Linked DNA regions of Mus musculus: region 1 is linked to region 2. The links are chromatin contacts, called in public HiChIP or PLAC-seq maps. All regions are on one chromosome and are shown on one strand. Each heading gives the region's core, a stretch centred on a gene start, on an enhancer-like site or on the middle of the called end of the contact. The rest is flanking DNA. Distances are from core to core; before and after follow the strand shown. Region 1 overlaps Cspg4 (chondroitin sulfate proteoglycan 4). Region 2 has its middle 28 kb from the start of Gm31529.

Region 1 (3,392 bases), core at 34-2,533, 320 kb before region 2:
GCCGGTCCAGGTAGCACCTTGGAGACTGCCTCTTCTGTGTCGTCACCCCCACCCCCTTTCTAGCCCTGCTAACCATCTAAGGCGCCTGGCCACAGTGACTGAGGAGGAGTGGGAGCCTGCTCCAGCCAAGGGTTGCTTTTATGGCCATGGTCACCCAGTCTGATGCTTGTTTTTAAAGAAAATAGACTCTGAGCCCCTATTTATAGCTGGATGCATAACCACAGATGGAGAATGGGGTTTGAAGTTGTGCAGGCTTCTGCTCCAGCAGGACCCGAGGAGGGGCCATTCCCAGGCCCCCTCTCCACCCCCAAGCTCTAAGGAAGTGCCTGTGGGATCCTGACATTCCCTGAGACAGGATGCAGCCTATGCTTTGGGGTAGGGGACGGGGCCTGGGTGAGGAGGATGGAAAATTTCTCTCGGGATTATTGGTCCCTGGGGCCCAGACTCTCATGTTGGGATAGGTGGTTGTGGGTCTATTTTGTCTACCGAGAAGACAGACGAGGGCCTTGGGGGTGCCAGCTGCAGAGTGCATACTTCAGACTGTCACCCAAACTGGGTAAAGGATGACACAGAGAAAGAACAGGACCAGAGCTGGGAGAGGCAAAAATGAAGAGCCAGCAATGCAAGAAGGAGAGACAGAGGAGCCACAGATACAGAGAAAGGAAGACAGACAGCCAGGGACAGGGATGGTCGAGATGGAGAGACAGAGATGGGACAGAAAAGGGTCTGCGAGAGAGATGGGGAGGCTGCACCCATGGATCTGTAAGCAGAGTTAGGCAGGAGCAACAGAGGAAGCCAGAAGTGGGCAACCCTGCCAATAGTGAGTCTAAAGAGCACTCGGGGCAGAGTGTGGGGCCTGGGCTGGAACCAAATAGGCAAGGGCAATAATAGGCGTCTCTGTGACCTTCCCATTCACCCCTAGACACCGGGCTTGGAGATCCCTCTCATTCTGGCACTCCTGCAGTACAAGCTTAGCTCTGGTGGGGTGCAATAGAATGCTACAGGTGGGCTTGGAGACCCCTCTCATTCTGGCACTCCTGCAGTACAAGCTTAGCTCTGGTGGGGTGCAATGGAATGCTACAGGCAAGGCAGGGTCTTTGGGGTCAGCTCCCCTTTGGCTTACTAAGGGAGTGAGCTTCCTAGTCCTGAGAGCTTACAAGCTAAATCCACCTGCTGCTACTCACTATGCAGATGCTGCCACTGTTGTGCTTTTAGGAGCTATGGGCTGACTGTAGCCTGGGCATGTGTCACAAAGCCATAGCCACACTGGTGACTCAGACAGTTAAAAAAGGAGCAGTCCCAAGCAGTGACTCAACTGGCTCTGGAAGGGCTGGGTGGGTCTGGCTGGGATAAAATGGGGTGGTCTGAGTTTATTTTTGGCAGGGTGGAGCCAAGCTAGGGGGTAGAAGATCGGAACTGGGGGTGGGGGAAAACTCTCATCCTGGGAGAGCCCCAGGGTCTGGGGCCAACTTTGAAAAGTAGTTTCCCAATGCCCAGGAACACTGGCTAACCAATGCCCTTAAGCCCCGAGGAAGGTCTACTCCAGCCTACTGTACAACTCAGGACAAGCAGCTAGCTAGAAGCTGAGACCCTGTCCCATTCTTAAGAGCTTGGACTCAGAGTTTTAGAGATGATTTGGGAGATTAAAGTTTTCATGCAGAGGCACAGAGGGGGACAGATGTCTGTTGAAGGCCACACAGCATGGTCAGAAATCTCAACCTTGTCATGTAGTAAGCATGGATACAAGTTCCCTATCCGTTGATTGTTACTAAGTGGAGGGAGAAGCCACCATCTCAGCCCCTACCTACTTCTAGAAGGGCTCAGCTGGGTTACAGATGGGAGATCAGAAGCACATGAACCCCAGATGCCTGGAGACAGAAACAGCCAGAGGCAGGCACCTGGAGTTCATTAGAATATCCGGGGAGAAGGCTGGGCCCTTCCCAGAATGCTCTGGGGTGAAGGCAAAGGTGTCCACACAGAGAACTTAGGCTCTGGACAGTCCATCATCCCAAGGATGCCTCTAGAGTTACAAGGCCAAGCTTCTCACCCTGTAGCCATCTCTGGAAAGTCACCTCACATGTCCTCACTGAACTCACATGGACATCGCTGTCACCAGCATCCCCGAGACATCTTTCAACTTCACTCAGCCTGAATTTCTGCCCCTTGTGCTGCCACTACTGCTGATTACAGTGGTGACTGTGGGCCATAGTACTCTGGAGTACTTTATGTCAATGTCACTGGGCTCTGGTCAGAATTGGAGAGGGGACCAAGAGAAGTTGGAGTTGGCAGAGGACAAGAAAAAAACAGGTTTCTGGGTTCCCTTACTCATAAACCATACTGGGGGCCCATTTTTTCCTTCCCGGTCACTTGCTTTGGGGACAGAGTCTGCCTACCCTCTGGTTACTCACTTAGCATCCTCTGACTGGGTTTCAGCTGCATATCAGCTCATGTGCCTTGTGCAGGGCTGTCTGCTATTGGGTAGTGGGTTCTGGGTACCCAGGAGGGACTTTCTGCTCTGTCAGTGAGGTCCCAACAAGGTGAGACCTCAGCCCTCAAGTGGGACAGATGCAGAACCCTGCATCCACTTTGTAAAGGCTCCTGGGCTGGGGTTGTGGTGGGTGACTGAGAGCCCTTCCAGAGTCCTTGCCTTGGAACCTTTCCTAAACAGGATCACCCCCCACTGCTGAGCCACCCACCACAGAAAGACAGCAGGAACAGAACTACAGTAACCTCAGGCACAGAGACCTGGCAGAGATTTATTTCCAGGCCACGGTCTGGCTTCGTTGTCTTCAACTCATATGAGAGGTAGGGCTTATTCTTTCCTGTTGTATAAAGGGCTAACTGGAGGCTCAGAGTGGGCCAAGCCAAGGTCTTCGCACAAGGGCTGGGACCTAATCCCAAACTAACGCTCTAACACCATGTTTGTAATGGCTGTGTCTAGCCTCCTGCCTCCCCATAGAAGGTCTCTGAGGAACCGAGGCCTAAGAGCAGGAAAGGTGGGGGCTGAGTCAAAATGAGAATTGGAAAGATGCTCAGCCATAACCCAGAGACTCCCCAAAATGGTGATTTGTTCTCCCTCCGCCAGGAAGTGGGGGGGGGCACAAGCCTGCCTTGCCCCAGCTGCAGCAGAGATTCTTGGCCCCAGTGCACTAGAGAAGGGGGGCAGGGAGGAGCTGATGTCGTGGGAATCAGCATCCTGGGCCCATTGATATTTATAGCTGCCCCTCCTGAAATGTGGGCGGGGAAGGGTTTGCTCTTAGGTGGGAACGGAAGTTGGGCTCCTCTCCCCAGTCTCCTCTGCTCCCCAGAGAGCAGATTGGCCGAGACTTAGCCAGAGGCCCTTTCCTGGCCAGGGTATGTGTCTTGAATTGGGGGCTTCCCCTAGGGCTGCT
Region 2 (3,185 bases), core at 9-2,508:
ATTTTAATCTCCAGGGTAATTAGCTAGGCCCTGTCCATCAATCATGACGGCTGCCATTATTTTAAGTATTTTATTAATTAAGGAGGGAGGGGACTAAGGCACCCTTCAACCCCCCAACACTGTTTACTGAAGCTGGAAGGACCCTGAGCAGGAGCCGAAGAGCACTAGACAAAGGGTCAGCGAAGTCTGTGCTGAGAACGATGGCTGTCAGAGAAAGGCTACCATATGACAAAGTTGAGGTGACAGGTGCGGAGACCCCCCACCCCCACACCAAGGCTTGACTCTTGACAAACAACGATGCCCCATTCAGAGTCTGGAAGTGCTGGGGTGTGGGATCCCCAAGGTCTGCTTTGGTAACTGCTCCTAACTTTCTGGGTGACAACGACATGCCCCTGCCCCACCATATGCCCTATGATACTTTAGATGTATGTGGGATAGTCAGAAACCAAGGCTTCTAAGTGCCCAGGGGCCTCCAGCCACTGGAGGGCAGCAGAGCCCCAGGGACCCCAGAGCGAGGGCTGGACTGGCTCAGTCTGTACCAGACCCCATAGCTCCTGTGTTTGTCACTCACTGCTCAAGGTCCCATTGCTCAGTCCTGTGACTTGGACAGGAAGCTGAGTCAGATGGTCTCTGACCCTGCTAACAGCTTGGTTTTGGCTATTCAATAGGAGCCTGCCCTGGCCTGTCTCCCTCACATTCCAGATGGGGAAACAGACCCAGAGAGAGGAAGGGTGTTGTTATACTAGTCTTGTTTAGTATTTGTTAATAAACATGGACACAAAATTCCTGGCCTGAAGAAGACCTTCCGGGGGCCATCAGGAGAAACTTGTAACCAAACAGTAACCACTGGGCAGGATGAGAAAGCTGACAAACAGCTTAGGACAGAAGGTCAGCAGAGGCATACCCCAAGCAACCTGGACAGTCAAGGGAGGCTTCCTGGAGGAGGCACCTCTCAGATGAATCCTGGTGAAAGGCAGGGCAGTGCATCCCGCAGGAGAGGGAGAAGCAGTGCAGGGACCCGGGCAAGAGTATGAGGAGGCTGAGAGGGGTACAGGCAGATTGGACACCACAGGCCATTCAGGAGGCCCGAGTGGGAGAGAGTAGGGCAGGGCAGCAGGGTAGCTATGGGTGTCTGGAAAAGAAAGGAGCGAGGCAGGAAAGTGCTGGGTCTGGTGGCCACTGTCTTGCTATGTCCTGCTATGTCTCCCTGCTCCCAGCCTTGGGCTTACCCTGAAGTTGATGATGTCATTTTCTCCAAGAGCCTCTCCCTAAGCTGTCCTCTCTGCGACTCATCTGGGAGGCGAGAGAGTAGAGAAAGAAGGGACTGTGGAGACAGGAAGAGAAAAAAAAACCCAAAACAAAAAACTATGGCTGAAAGGGACAGCCAGGCATGTGAGGGCTGCCTGTCTTAATGCCCTGAGCCATACCAGCACCATCCTCATTAGATAGCCTCTTCTTGCATACCTCCTGGCCGGGGAACTCTCTTATCTCTGGAGTCAACCGCCTTCTCTCTAGTTGCTGACTCTGTGCCTGGGTGTGCAGAGAGCCCCACTTGCAAGTCTAGGACACCCCTCGTGCCTCCAGCACTAGTCTTCAGCTACCTTAGTTCCAAGTCAGCCAGGCAGGTAGAGTACTGACCGTGGTCATCAGTTGCTTAGCAAACTGGGAAGATCAGAGAGCTTCGCTGGTCACTAAGCTGGCACATGATCTTCTGGGAGAGTTCTGGGTCTGGGCACTGGCTCTGAGGTTGGGGGAAGGGAGGAAGAAAGCAGAGGTCCAGAAAGAGGGAGGAGGGAAGAGGATCAGGCTGAAACTCGGTTGCTAGGGGCAACAGCATTACATCCTGAGGAGGAACCAGATGCTGAGGAGGGCAGCAGATCCAAGCCCGGCAGGCTTGGGGGTGAAAGGGGGAGCACACAGCCAGGAACCCAGGAAGAGGGTGGGACACGCGTAGGGTGTGTGTGTTGTGGGGGGCGGTTGGTGTGGTAAAGGAGGGTTATGCTACATGGGGTATGTGTGTGGTGTGGTGTGGTGATAGGGAAAGAGTATGGTATATGGTGGGGGAGTGGTGTGGTGTGTGTGTGTGTGTGTGTGTGTGTGTGTGTGTGTATGGTATTTTGGGGGGTGTTGTTATGTGAGGGGTTGTGGGAGGGTAGTGCGTGGTATGTGTATGCATTCTCATGTGTGTCTAGCCAGGCAGTGGTAGTGCATGCCTTTAATCCCAGCACTTGGGAGGAGAGGCAGGCAGATTTCTGAGTTCGAGGCCAGCCTGGTCTACAGAGTGAGTTCCATGACAGCCAGGGCTATACAGAAAAATCTTGTCTCGAAAAACCAAAAAAGAAAAGAAAAAAAGAAAAAGAAAAAGAAGAAGTGTGTGTGTGTGTGTGTGTGTGTGTGTGTGTGTGTGTGTGTATGATGAGGAGGGAGGGGTATGGTATATGGGGTACATGTGTGGGGTGGTGGTAGGGAAGGGGTATGGCATTTTGTGCAGAGGGGTGGTATGGTATGGTGTGTGTGTGTGTATGATATTTGTGTGAGTGTTGTGGTGTGAGGGGTTGTGGGAGGGTGGTATGTAGTGTGTGTGTGTGTGTGTGTGTGTATGTTATGGTATAGGTATATGGTGTGTGTGTGTGTGTGTGTGTGTGTGTGTGTGTGTGTGTGTGTGACTTAGGGCAGGTATTTCCACAGCTGATCTCACTTTCAGGTCCACAATGCCTATGGGTCTTTAGAATTCAAGAGCTTTCTGAGGAGCTGGGGCTGAAGAATCATGCTTGACACAGCACAGGGCCATATGGGACTCCAGCCTGGGCCCCAGCAAGTCAGCTGTCCTACCTGCTAGGATCCAGGAAAGGACAGAGTTGTGAAGAGAGACTTAGGGGACACAAACCAAAGGCTAGTCCTCTGAGGGTTTGGTCATGCCCCTACCTTTCCCACTTCAGTCTCTGTTATCTATAGAACTATGCAAACAATCTTGTCTTTTATTACAACACTTAAGTCATATACAGGGAAGGGTCTCTTGTTAAGAGACTTTCCCCCCTGGTGGTTGCTACAAAGCAGAGAGGGACAGATGCTACCATCTTCCAGGTCTGCAAACCAAGGCTTAGAGACAGCTGGCTAAGTGGGGGAGGGGGAAGCAAGGAACTGAATACAGAGGTGTAAGACACACCTCGCTGCTGTCACCAGAA

What was found. HiChIP or PLAC-seq counts read pairs in DNA pulled down with a chosen protein or histone mark.
Region 1: a FOXA1 HiChIP or PLAC-seq map of pancreatic cancer cells shows a contact between it and region 2. The contact joins two enhancer-like sites. A contact is called at or near these places in 1 of 39 promoter capture datasets (embryonic stem cells), 1 of 484 Hi-C or Micro-C datasets (the N1E-115 cell line) and 1 of 115 datasets of contacts at active chromatin or transcription factors (pancreatic cancer cells).

What each region holds. Positions count from the first base shown.
Region 1 is chr9:56,871,197-56,874,588 of GRCm38.p6, reverse strand. All of the region lies in intron 1 of Cspg4 (chondroitin sulfate proteoglycan 4), which reads right to left. Among named protein-coding and RNA genes, the nearest start is that of Cspg4, 7.8 kb to the right of the region's middle. Within about 2 kb of position 1,283, at least 61 of the 459 cell types and tissues checked have an H3K27ac peak or open chromatin away from gene starts, as enhancers often do. A contact at or near this core is called in the N1E-115 cell line and pancreatic cancer cells, where this site is marked.
Region 2 is chr9:56,550,369-56,553,553 of GRCm38.p6, reverse strand. No RefSeq gene overlaps it. Among named protein-coding and RNA genes, the nearest start is that of Gm31529, 28 kb to the left of the region's middle. Within about 2 kb of position 1,258, at least 150 of the 459 cell types and tissues checked have an H3K27ac peak or open chromatin away from gene starts, as enhancers often do. A contact at or near this core is called in the N1E-115 cell line and pancreatic cancer cells, where this site is marked.